2 separate regions of the Callithrix jacchus genome follow, and region 1 is linked to region 2. Evidence: chromatin contacts called from public Hi-C data. All regions are on one chromosome and are shown on one strand. The core of a region is the stretch at or near the end of the contact, and the rest is flanking DNA. Distances in the headings are between cores, read along the strand shown.

Region 1 (5,418 bases), core at 177-2,676, 680 kb after region 2:
ACCTGCATTCTCTGAAATGCATTTATTTGCGCCTCATTCTGCTTTACGCTCTCTATGGTACGCAGTTACATGTCTGGTCAGTTGCCTCTGCATTCTTTGTGTGCTAAGGAGTGACAGCAGAGAAACTGATGAGATTGCATTCAAGTCAGAACAAATTCCTTTATTTCATGTCAATATAGAACCTGATTATTTCTCAGTAGCACCATTAAACAGACACCAGCAGGTTTTATGACAGAATTATTTCATACCACTTGATGTAATTTACCTAGCACATGTAGGGTCATGTGTATCTCATAAAGCTGGTACACTTCAATAAGGAAAAGGATTTGGCTAGTGGAATGAATAGGAGCCCAGAAGAAGTTACCAAATTGAATTGATGAAGGCAAATTTAGGTGCAAGTTGCCTAAATTTACTGAACCTGGCTTAAAGGGGGAAAGGGATCTTTATTGGTATATGTAACACAAAAATCAATGAGGCAGGTTAGATTCAAGTTCTACAAAGATGTCTCCAGAAAAATTGCTTAATCCATCCATCAGCTGTTTTTCCTCTGTATTGGTCTCCTTCTAAGATAAGCTCTTTTTCTCTCTCTTTGAGGAGTTAGAGATGGTCTTCAACCACTGAACAGGAAAGAAGAACGTACTAACTAGACCAGGGTCCCATGCCCAGCCCTAGGAGAACAGGATGGAAGCTCCAGGCAAATCATGTGAAGGAAATGGGGCGAGAAACTGGCAGGAAAAGAAAATCCTTACTGGTCAGATACGCCCTTATGAATACTCACAGAATATGTATGTCAACAATAAAAAGATTCATAGTTTTATGACTTAAGAATCTGGAAGCGAATGTAACTCAACATGGTTGGAGAGTCAGCTAAAACGATGTTTTGGTTGAGTAAGTCTGAATCTCAAAAGAGGAGTAAAGAGAGGGGAAGCTAAAGACTCAGGTAAAGATATACAGACTCAGTTACAAAACACTAAGAAGCCTAACTTTCAAAATAAAAAGAATGTAGATATACTTCTGTCATCAATAAAATGAACTTATTACTCATGTTTGAAACAAAAAGGTGGTTAAAAGCCTAGACTTACGTCTCAAGACAAATGTGTTTTTGAAGGACATAAAAAAGAACTCTTGAACTCCTAGCTAGCTTGCTTTCTGAGTTTTAGCAGAGATGGCTCATTGCCACCCAATAGCTATTCTCATCTTCTAAATAATAGAAATCCATTTTCCCTGGGGTTGCAATGCCCCTGGACAAAGATTGCATTTTACAACCTCTCTTATAGCTATCCTTACAAATGGTCATTAGAAATCTGCGGCCACTGGATGAAGTTCTGGTAAAAGAGGGTAAACAGGGTGCTTACAGAAAGCTGGCTTGCTGGTGAGATGTCTTGTCCCTTCCACTTCCAGCTGCCTGCAATACGGGGGCAGTGGAAGGAACTCCAGCAGCATGCTGAACCTTGAAGCAGAAAGCCAAGTCCCTGCAAGCTACGATAACATTAAGGACATGTTCTCCCAACACCTGGGCGTTCAGGTGATTTAAGAGCATAAATGACAGCAGTGAGTACCAATTGAGATAAGAGGTATAGAGGGGATGATACCAAAAGTAAGAGTGACCATTCAAGCAAAGAGAAGACAGACAGAAACTGGTTACTGCTAAGAAATGTTACAGCGGGAAAATGAGCAAACACAGACTAATTGAGGTGGAAGACCAGTGACTCAGCGGACAGACTGTGCAAGTCAGTCTTGCCTAAAGAAGAATTAAGTACTTCTCATCTTTCTCTTGTTTGGGTTTCTGAAAAATTAATACAGGTTCATTTAGTCATACATTGTTTTTTTTGTGATCTAACAGATTAATATCAATATCATCTTTTGTATTTCCTTTGGAATGTCCAGGAAGGAGACAAAAAATCAACAGCATGATTTCTGTCAGGGCCTGGAATGACTCTGCTTTTTCCATTTCAAAGCACCAGAAAGCATCCCAACATGAAGAAAAAGACTAATTCTGCAAGTATGGTGAATCTAAACTACATGAGATTGGTCCTGCAGTCAAACAATAGTACTTTCCTAACAGAAAAGAAAGAGAAATTCCAAAGGCAAAGTTGCAAGGAAATAATGCCCTCTGAGCCTTTACAGTCCAGATCAAAGCCAGCAACTTATTCAGCCATCATGAGAACAGACACTCCCAAGTTTCTAAAGGAGCCAGTAAGCTGAATCATTGCAGATTAAATAAACATACTGAGTTTAATCACAAAGTAAATAAAGGCCTCTTCTGACATAAGTTTGTATTTACAGAAATTCTGTGACTAAAGGCAACCTAAATTTGGATCATTAAAAACAAAACAAGATTCTCCAAGTTTACATTAATTATACAATGCATCCAGAAACCCAGGGCCTGACAAACCATGTAGCAAAGTCATAAAAATGAGTTCATCAAAAAGCATTTTAAGCAAAAATGAAGCTATTATTTAAAACAGAAATAAGCCTATTCCAGACTAACTATACCTGTAGACAAAAACATGCATCATCATGATGGCACTGGTGATTATGACAAAAGCCCATGAAAATAATACAGATGCTGTTTTTTAAGAAATTCAGCATCATCTACATGAAACCATCTCTGGTTACTTTGCAATCAAAGTACTATAGTGGAATTAAATAATCTATGCCTCCAAATAAATTAATTGATAACATATTCCAATATGTAGAGAACAATCTGATCTTATTCTTCAGTCTTCAATTATTTTCTTTTTAGTCTCAAGAAATGATAATATGAAGAAAACAAAACCAGCTCTTTAGCAGAATCCTATGAGGAGTCTGTTGGAGAGTCTCTGGCCAGGAAGATTATTACTCTTAGGTGGGTCTGCCTGTGCGGGGCAACTTGCTGCACCTTGAAGATGTACATATGATAAATAAGCTGTGGTCTTCTCATAAAAAAAGGTAATTAATGCTGGAAAAGGTTTCTGGGGAAAAACGAGACAAGTTTTTTTTTTTTTAACAACTAGCACTTATCAGCAAAATAATTGTGAGGAGAAAAAGAAGATGGCAGTTCTAACCAGAGAGCACAACTGCGGGAGTCCAGGAAAGCAGAGAAAAGGTCTTGTGAAACTCATGGCTAATTCAATATAACTGACTGTTGGTGATGGAAAAGCAGAGCAGCAAAAGCTGAGACCAGAGAGTAGGGCAAAGGCTAGATCAAGTGCTAAGGGTGTCATGCAAAGAAATGTGGACCTCATCCTGAAAGCTCCTGAAAACCACAAGTGGGTGCTGATGGTTGCTCTTGCCTTTCCTTTAAGGCAGCAACTTGATCAAATCTGTATTTCATAAAGCTAAGCTATCAGCTATTGGTTAAATGGCCTGGAATGGGGAAGGCTGGAAGCAAAAGATCGTTCATCATAATCAAGCAGAAAATGTTGAGAGCCTAATACAAGCCAACTAAAGTAGGAACGGGGAAAGAGGAAGAGATGTGTAAGAAGACACAACCTATTAGACCACATAGGCTTTAGGAACTAGGGCAACATAAGATGCTGACTTTTTATTGGGAGACAGTATTTATAACTCAGATTCTAGAGTTACAAATGTTTCTCGTAGTGCAGTTGGATATTAACTCATTGAGGAGTTATACGGTGGAGAGTGACATGTCAAATGAAGGGGCAGTGGAGATAGCAAGGAAGATAAAACTAGGGTTGAAAACCCAGCATGTGGCGTACTGCAGTGTAGTTGGATCTAGGGACAGGAAAGTGTCCGGAGAAACATGTGGAAACTCCCAGAAATGTGGCTTGGATGTCGTAACAGTACTGGACACATGGTGACACACGAGCCTTACTTTTTTCTTCCACAATCAGGACAAGTGGACTGGATGAAGCCATGCACTTATTCCATAGAAGAATCAACTATAGAGACATTAATTTGCCAGTCTCCATACCTGAGAATTGTTCTAGAAGCATAGTAAGTACTAGGTAAATATTTAGATGCATAGTTGCATTAACACTAAGAGAAAAAATAGCATTAAAGCAAATCTGAAAGTATTCAGATACAAATACACGTATTTACCAATCTGTACCCTTATATGTGTTACTGCACACTTTTGAAAGCTTTGAGAATGTCAAGACATTCCCTTGAGCTGTCTAAATGCTATTTCCAAGCAAACAACAATCCCAGTCATTTTAAAACTGGTTCCAAGTTGTTAATGCAAACTATTAGCACAGTAAAACCACCTTTTCTGATTACACAGTTTAAACAATAATAATGGTAAGTCATTTGTCTGTAACTCCTGCATAAATATAAGGAGAATCTTATGTCTACAGAATAATCAAATGTGACTTTCAAGTTAACATCGTTGGCAGTATTCCTGAAGTGTTCTCATTTCTTGCACATTTGTTTGGCATAACTGAAATCAAACATTTAACCAAAAAGAAAAGGTGGAAAATGTTTTTCTTTTTATCTGTGGACATTTGAAAAATTGCTTGAAAACTATCACCTAATGGATATCATGCTTATGAAATGAGGTCTTATCAATCTTATGAGATATTACTGACAGTGTCAGGGACAACTTTTCAAGTTGTAGGCAGCCTGCAGAGGAAGAGGCATCTTCCCTTGATCCTCACTTTGAGGAGTGTGAGATGGAATGTCTCTGACTCCTCTTTCTGATGCCCTGTTTGCTCCTCCAGAAGAAAAGAAGAATGACTAATTTGAGTATCCCAAGCTTGATGTTCATGGACTATGTTTCACTACTGGAGGATTGCAGCAGTTCAAAAGCAAGAATTAGTGCAAGCACTTCCTCTTTCTCTTACTTACCCTTAGGTGAGGTGTGACCTCTTCCTCTAATGCTTCTTCTTTCAAGCAGTTAGCAAATGTGGACTATGCTTTCCCCAAAGGCAGGAAGGAGGATGTTATCCACCCTGATTCCACTCTCAAAGAGTAGATGTGAGCCTGACCTGTAGACTTATTCCATAAATGCTGGTTGAGCAACTGGACCCCAGAGTCTACTCTGCCTACATGATCATAACCCACTCCTCCAACAAGCACCCCTCAGCATTTTCATTCTGAGATTTAGATTCTCGGTATAGGGGAAAGAAGACCTCACTTTAACCTCTAGCCTAAGCTACATTTTCTTTAACCAAAAAGCTCATCATTGGGTACCTTTTGGTCCTATCTCTAAGTAATAGTATCGCATCTTATTGTTCATGGCTTGTATGCATTCTGTATATGAAAACTCCTCCAAGGAAGAAAATGTGCAGGTAGACCAAATCCCTAATCATTAGCCTACTCAAAAAATATATGTTCTCAAAAATAACTATTAATGATCATTTTTGATGATCAAATTAGAAGTTGATTTGTAAGGTGAAACTAAGCAGATTTATTCAGTATGCTCAATATCTACTTTATATTATAACCTCAATAGTAAACACCAAGGTACTTAAAAAC
Region 2 (5,391 bases), core at 206-2,705:
TATTCACAGATAATTACCAGTTGTGGTTTTAGTTTCACTATTTCATAATATTGTACAGTAAAAAACACATACATTTAGAAGAAAAGTGTTTTATAGGTAACCAGATTGCAATGAATTTCACTTAGAGCACAGGATACTAGTTTGTGATAATTATTGTTAGCTTCCTGCAAATTATTAATGAGCTGACACATGGCCCAGTGGGTTTGGCATCCTTGCTTCTCAGAGTGCAAATTGCCCTTAAATGTTGTGAGCAGTGTTCACCATATAAGAATGGATAGATAGTTGTTATGGCCTGAATTCTGTATCCCTGAAATACATATATTGAAGTCCTAACCCATAGTTCTTCCAAATGTGACCTTTCTTAGAGGTAAAGTCCTTACAGAGGTAATCAAGTTAAACTGAGGTCATTAGGGCAGGCCCTAATCCATTACTACCAGTGTCTGATAAACAGGAGGAACTAACTCTGTCAATGCCTTATTTCTGACTTCTAGCCTCCAGAGTGCTGTGAGACCATGAATTTCTGCTGTTTAAGCCACCCAGTTTTGATACTTTGTTACAGCAGCCACAGTGAATTAATAGAAGGCTCTTTGCTGAACTACATAACATAAACTGACTTGGTAGGAGAAAGAAACGTGTTAGGAACACTGGGCCACCAGGGAAGTCCTTGAAGCTGTGAGACTATTAGATAGGGTGGGCAATCAGTTCTTATCTTTATCCATTTTGTGGGTAGACACAAACACCATCCAGCTGAGCAGAATGGGGCAAGGCAGCCAAAGTCTTCCTAAGGAGATTTTACCCAGCACTTATCTGAGTGAGACAAGCTTAGGAGAAGTTGAATTTCCTATGTGAGTTGTAAGGAGATGTTATGCCTTCAGAAGAGATTATTTGAGGTGCATAGATGGTTTGGAAGAAAAACACATAAACGCTAACTTTTGCCATTGGCATTTAAAGAAAGTTAATAATCTGCGACAGTTATTTTATACTGCACTGCTTTGAAAGATTATGAGATATAAAGAATATGTATGAATCTTAGTATTTTAGTTCATGTTTAGTACTGCTGAAGGTCTGCCTTATTTCTCCCTCTGCCTCTCTCTCTCTCTCTGTGAATTATGTGGGTGACAGTGCACATTTTTTGATCCTCAACTCATCCTATTACCTATTTGTTCTTCTGTTCATATTTTAAAAATGTTGCTGCAGTTAATATGGCTACTGTTGTACAAAACAAAGGACGTCCAAATGTTACCTCCCAAGCAAAGAGATCTTATTAATGGTGGAAATAAAAAGTCCCAAGACACTCACTGAGTGAGTGAGGCTGCAAGAGGGGCCCCAGGCCCGTCAGCAATCTGCTGTCATCGATGCCTTTCCAGGTTCTCGGACCAGTGTATAATTTAAAATGCAGTTGGCCTGTGCTTCTTGACTTGATTACAATAGTTCCCAGCCTGTGAGGCGTTAAGCCAAAGTGGTTTTCCTTAATTTTCCTTCTCCCTGAAGAGTTTAGGCTTGCTGTTTCAAAGAAAGCTAGATACCACAGCCAGCCAACTATTTGGTGAGAAGTTTCTCCTCGGGGAGAGAGCTGTTTGCTGCAATTCCAGGCTTTCAAATGTCAAACGTTACTCATTCTCGCTTTGGCTCTTGTAAGTATGTGCAGTCCTTTTTATTTTAATTTGAGAGTGTTTGCTTCCACTGGTAGCTCAGGGAACTTTTACTTGCCGTTTGAAATCTAACCCTGGAACACAAAAAGTATGACTAATCCTACTTACTGGAATTTCAGTGTTTTCATCAAGGCCGCAGTTTCCATTTCCAATTTTATATAATAAGGGCAAAATACCAACTGGCAAACACATTCCTTTTTTTTTGTTTGGTTGCTGTACATTGAACTATCTACTGTGTTATAATAAAAAGCGATGTTTCATAACTGTGATTTTTGCATTTGAGACAAAACAGTTTCAAGGGTATTTTAAGAGCGAATAGTTCATGATATGAGTCCCCAGCTAATATATTTACTCAAAGAAGCCTCAACATTTCAGCTGCTTTTCATCTTCTCTATGGCAAAGATACTAGGTTATCTCTAGGCAAGAAAAAACGGTTAATACACTGGAGTATAGCCAATGGAAAGATTTTAGAACAATATGCAAATACTCATGTCATAACGCTGACTTAGTTAAGCAATCCTTGTGATGACCATTGGAAAGATGAGAATATCAGCTAACCCAAACCAAGTTTTGTCTTCTTTCATAGGAATCCTTTATCATTTCCTTATGTCTTAGAGCTCCAAATATGGATTTCTGAAATGCTGTTGGGAAGATCTCATATGAGGAAGTTTCAGTGGAATTGGGTTGAGATTTACTGACGAGGCAGTTCTTCAAAGACAGTATATAAAATAGCTTAAAGGGAATATAGGTACTAATTTGCAGTGACCTAAAATGAGATTTCCAATCCTTTCTGCTTTTAGCAGTCACCTGGAGATGTGAAAAATGTACATCTCCAGGTCCCATTTTCAGAGTTTCCAATTCAGTGGGTCAGTGTGTCTATCTTTGCTTCCAGATTATTCTGGGTGCTGTCAGGACTGGGAATCTCTGGTCCCAGTTGTCAGTTTGTAACTATATCCACAAAGAAATTATTCTGAATTATTGGCTCTGTAGGAACTGCTGAACTGGGCTTGCAAAGAAAAACTTTTTGCTTTTTGCTTTAATCTATAGATCACCCTAAATCCCCTGTTTTTCGTAGGGCTCCTTTCACTCCTCCTGGTCTGATATACTTGTGGGTCAGTAGTAAGCACTCAGCTGGAACGACTATGTCCTGGCCCTGGGTGGATGTCAGAAACACCTGTGGGAGCTACTTGAAACTAGGTTTTTTCCAGACTTCCTGAATCACAGTCTTAGGGAGGGATCCAGAGACTCATTCTTCTGTAAGCCTCATAGTTGATTGTGAAAAGCAGCTAATTTTAAAATTCTGAATTATACTAATGGGGAAGATTATTGATTGACTGGCATTGGATACTAATTGAAGCTGAAGGGCTTACAGAGAAATCACATTAATTTGATTAAGATGATTAGAACTATTCATTTCACTATTCTATGATTTAGGCTCCAGGTTTGATCAACAGATATTTGGTAATGGTTGTATGATTATTACCAGAGGGGCAGAACTCTTTACCATTTTAAGTATATAAAAAGCTTTCAGATACAGCTTAAGGTGAATCTTTAAGGCAAATATTTCCTTAGAACCTGAATAGGGAGTGGAGTCGGGGGCACACCATTATAAGTGAAAAGGACAAAATGAATGAAGTGATTCGGATGGGAACTAGAATTCTGTGCTAGTAAGACAATGTGTTAATGGACATATTGTCACTTCCTTATGTCTTAGAGCTCCAAATATGGATTTCTGGGAAGAAATGCTGTTGGGAAGAACTCGTATGAGGAAGCTCTAGTGGAATTGAGTTGAGACTTACTGAGCAGGCAGTTCTTTTAAGGCAAGATCTGAGTAGCTTAAAGGGAATATTGATATTAATTGACCAAAAAAGAGATTTCTAAACCCAGAAGACAACATGGTGGGAAATAACGGAATATAAAATTGTACGAAGTGGACTGGTATCTTGGAGGTGGCTTGAAGTTGCAAGAAATTAGGAACCATTACGGCATTTTGTTGTGTCAATGTACAGGTGTAAAGTGAAAGCATTTTCTCTTGGTAGGGTAGGCAGAAGTTCAGAGGCGGGGCCATGGCAGTAATGCAGAGTAAGGAGATGAAACTTGGTTTAGCATAGTGCTGGGGGATTGGAGCAGGATAGACCTGACAAACATGTATGGAAGTCGTCTAAGTAAGAATTATTTTATTTGCAGATTATACATTTTCTGCTTAAGAAAAAATTATTTTCATGCAGAAGAGGGTATAAAATATCTCTTCAGCTGCATAATAACTTATTTGGTCAAAGTGGCTTCTTGTTAATTGGTCAGCAAAAACATTCAGAATCAACATAATTAATATATTTGGTTATGTTCATGGTTGAAACTTAATATGAGGGCAGAGTCAGTCTAGTTTGTTGTTTGTGTAGCAAGCAGACAGACATTCAGGTATTAGGGTGTTGTGAATAAGCAGGTAAGACAAATCAGAATAATTAACTGTAAATCTGTCTAAACAGTCTTTTCATCTCAGTATGTGTAACATTTGCAGTTTTAAAACAGTGACATTAAAAGACAAATATTTTGAAATTTTCCTCGTTTCCTCCAATCATGCCCTTAATATCGTTCAACATCCATTTCAAAAACTGCTTTGTGGGCAAATATTTCCTTAGATGTTCCTTTACATGCTTTATCTTCCATCTGATGGCTCCAATTGTTCCTCCTCTCCCTTCTCTCATTCCCAGAATCTTGATGCCAAAGGACTCAAGTCAGCAGAGGTCTTTGGTCCAAGGCAACAGATGGCCTCTGTAAAAATCAGAAGACTGTCTCTGCTGCCAGAGCAATGTAAGGGAGACTCAGACTAGCTGAGGTGGACTCCTGGAATCTGGGGATCTGCGGGGGAGCAGAATGGGGAGCAATGAGAGTCAGAAAAGACATGGAAGGATCTGCTTTAAGATGGGGATATATCAGGCCCCAAGGTTGTAAAACAACTTAAAAGTAGGAAAGCAACTAACTCAAAGGGATCTTTTTTCTGTTCAGTTCTATAATATTCACCAGCAGGCACCGGGAAAATAGCACTGAACAGAGCTGGACACAGCCTTTGCTCTTACAGAGCCATGCCTCAAAATAAGCTCCATTTATGAGGAAAAATATAGGGATTATAGAATATATACCAACCCTTTATGCTCTTTGACCCTATGCCAGTTTTATGGGAATAACTTGAGCCTTGCCACAAAACACAGCTTTCACATTTTACTAGATTCAATATCGTGTTTCTTCATGTCTGTAAACACAAAAATGAAATTGAAAGGTGGACAGATCTGAACATCACAGATTTGGGATGCTGTGCTGGCTCTTATGGCTGAAGTGAAGAGCTATATGATGGCTTAATTTTTTTTTTTAACAGTCTAAGGGCTTTTTCTCAGAAGACCAGTTCAATTTCTCATGCACTTTTTTGTTTCTCTTAGGAAATTCCTAGAGATTGCAATGTTATTAAGCTCATGATACTTTTCCTTTTGAAATTTTATTTTATCCTTTAATATTTTACTGTATCAGTATACCACAGTTTTTAAAAACCCATTCTGTTGATAGATATTTAGATTATCTCCAGTTTTATGTTCTGACAGACATAATCTCAAGAATTTCTTAATTGTTATCTAATAAAAGGTTAAAGAATGGCCTCAATTATTACTATGAACAATAGCAGGAGAAATATAATTTGTCCATCATGCTGTCAAATACAGTAATGCCAATATAAATTTCCTTAATGAAC

The links. Hi-C and Micro-C count contacts between places; a contact is called where the count stands out from the background.
Region 1: a contact with region 2 is called in a Hi-C map of induced pluripotent stem cells, with 2.4 times the contacts expected there. The contact joins two enhancer-like sites. A contact is called at or near these places in 2 of 3 Hi-C or Micro-C datasets (induced pluripotent stem cells and skeletal muscle).

Annotation. Positions count from the first base shown.
Region 1 is chr11:41,476,040-41,481,457 of calJac240_pri, forward strand. No RefSeq gene overlaps it. Among named protein-coding and RNA genes, the nearest start is that of AGR3, 99 kb to the right of the region's middle. Within about 2 kb of position 1,427, at least 3 of the 16 cell types and tissues checked have an H3K27ac peak or open chromatin away from gene starts, as enhancers often do.
Region 2 is chr11:40,792,771-40,798,161 of calJac240_pri, forward strand. No RefSeq gene overlaps it. Among named protein-coding and RNA genes, the nearest start is that of SNX13, 270 kb to the left of the region's middle. Within about 2 kb of position 1,456, at least 4 of the 16 cell types and tissues checked have an H3K27ac peak or open chromatin away from gene starts, as enhancers often do.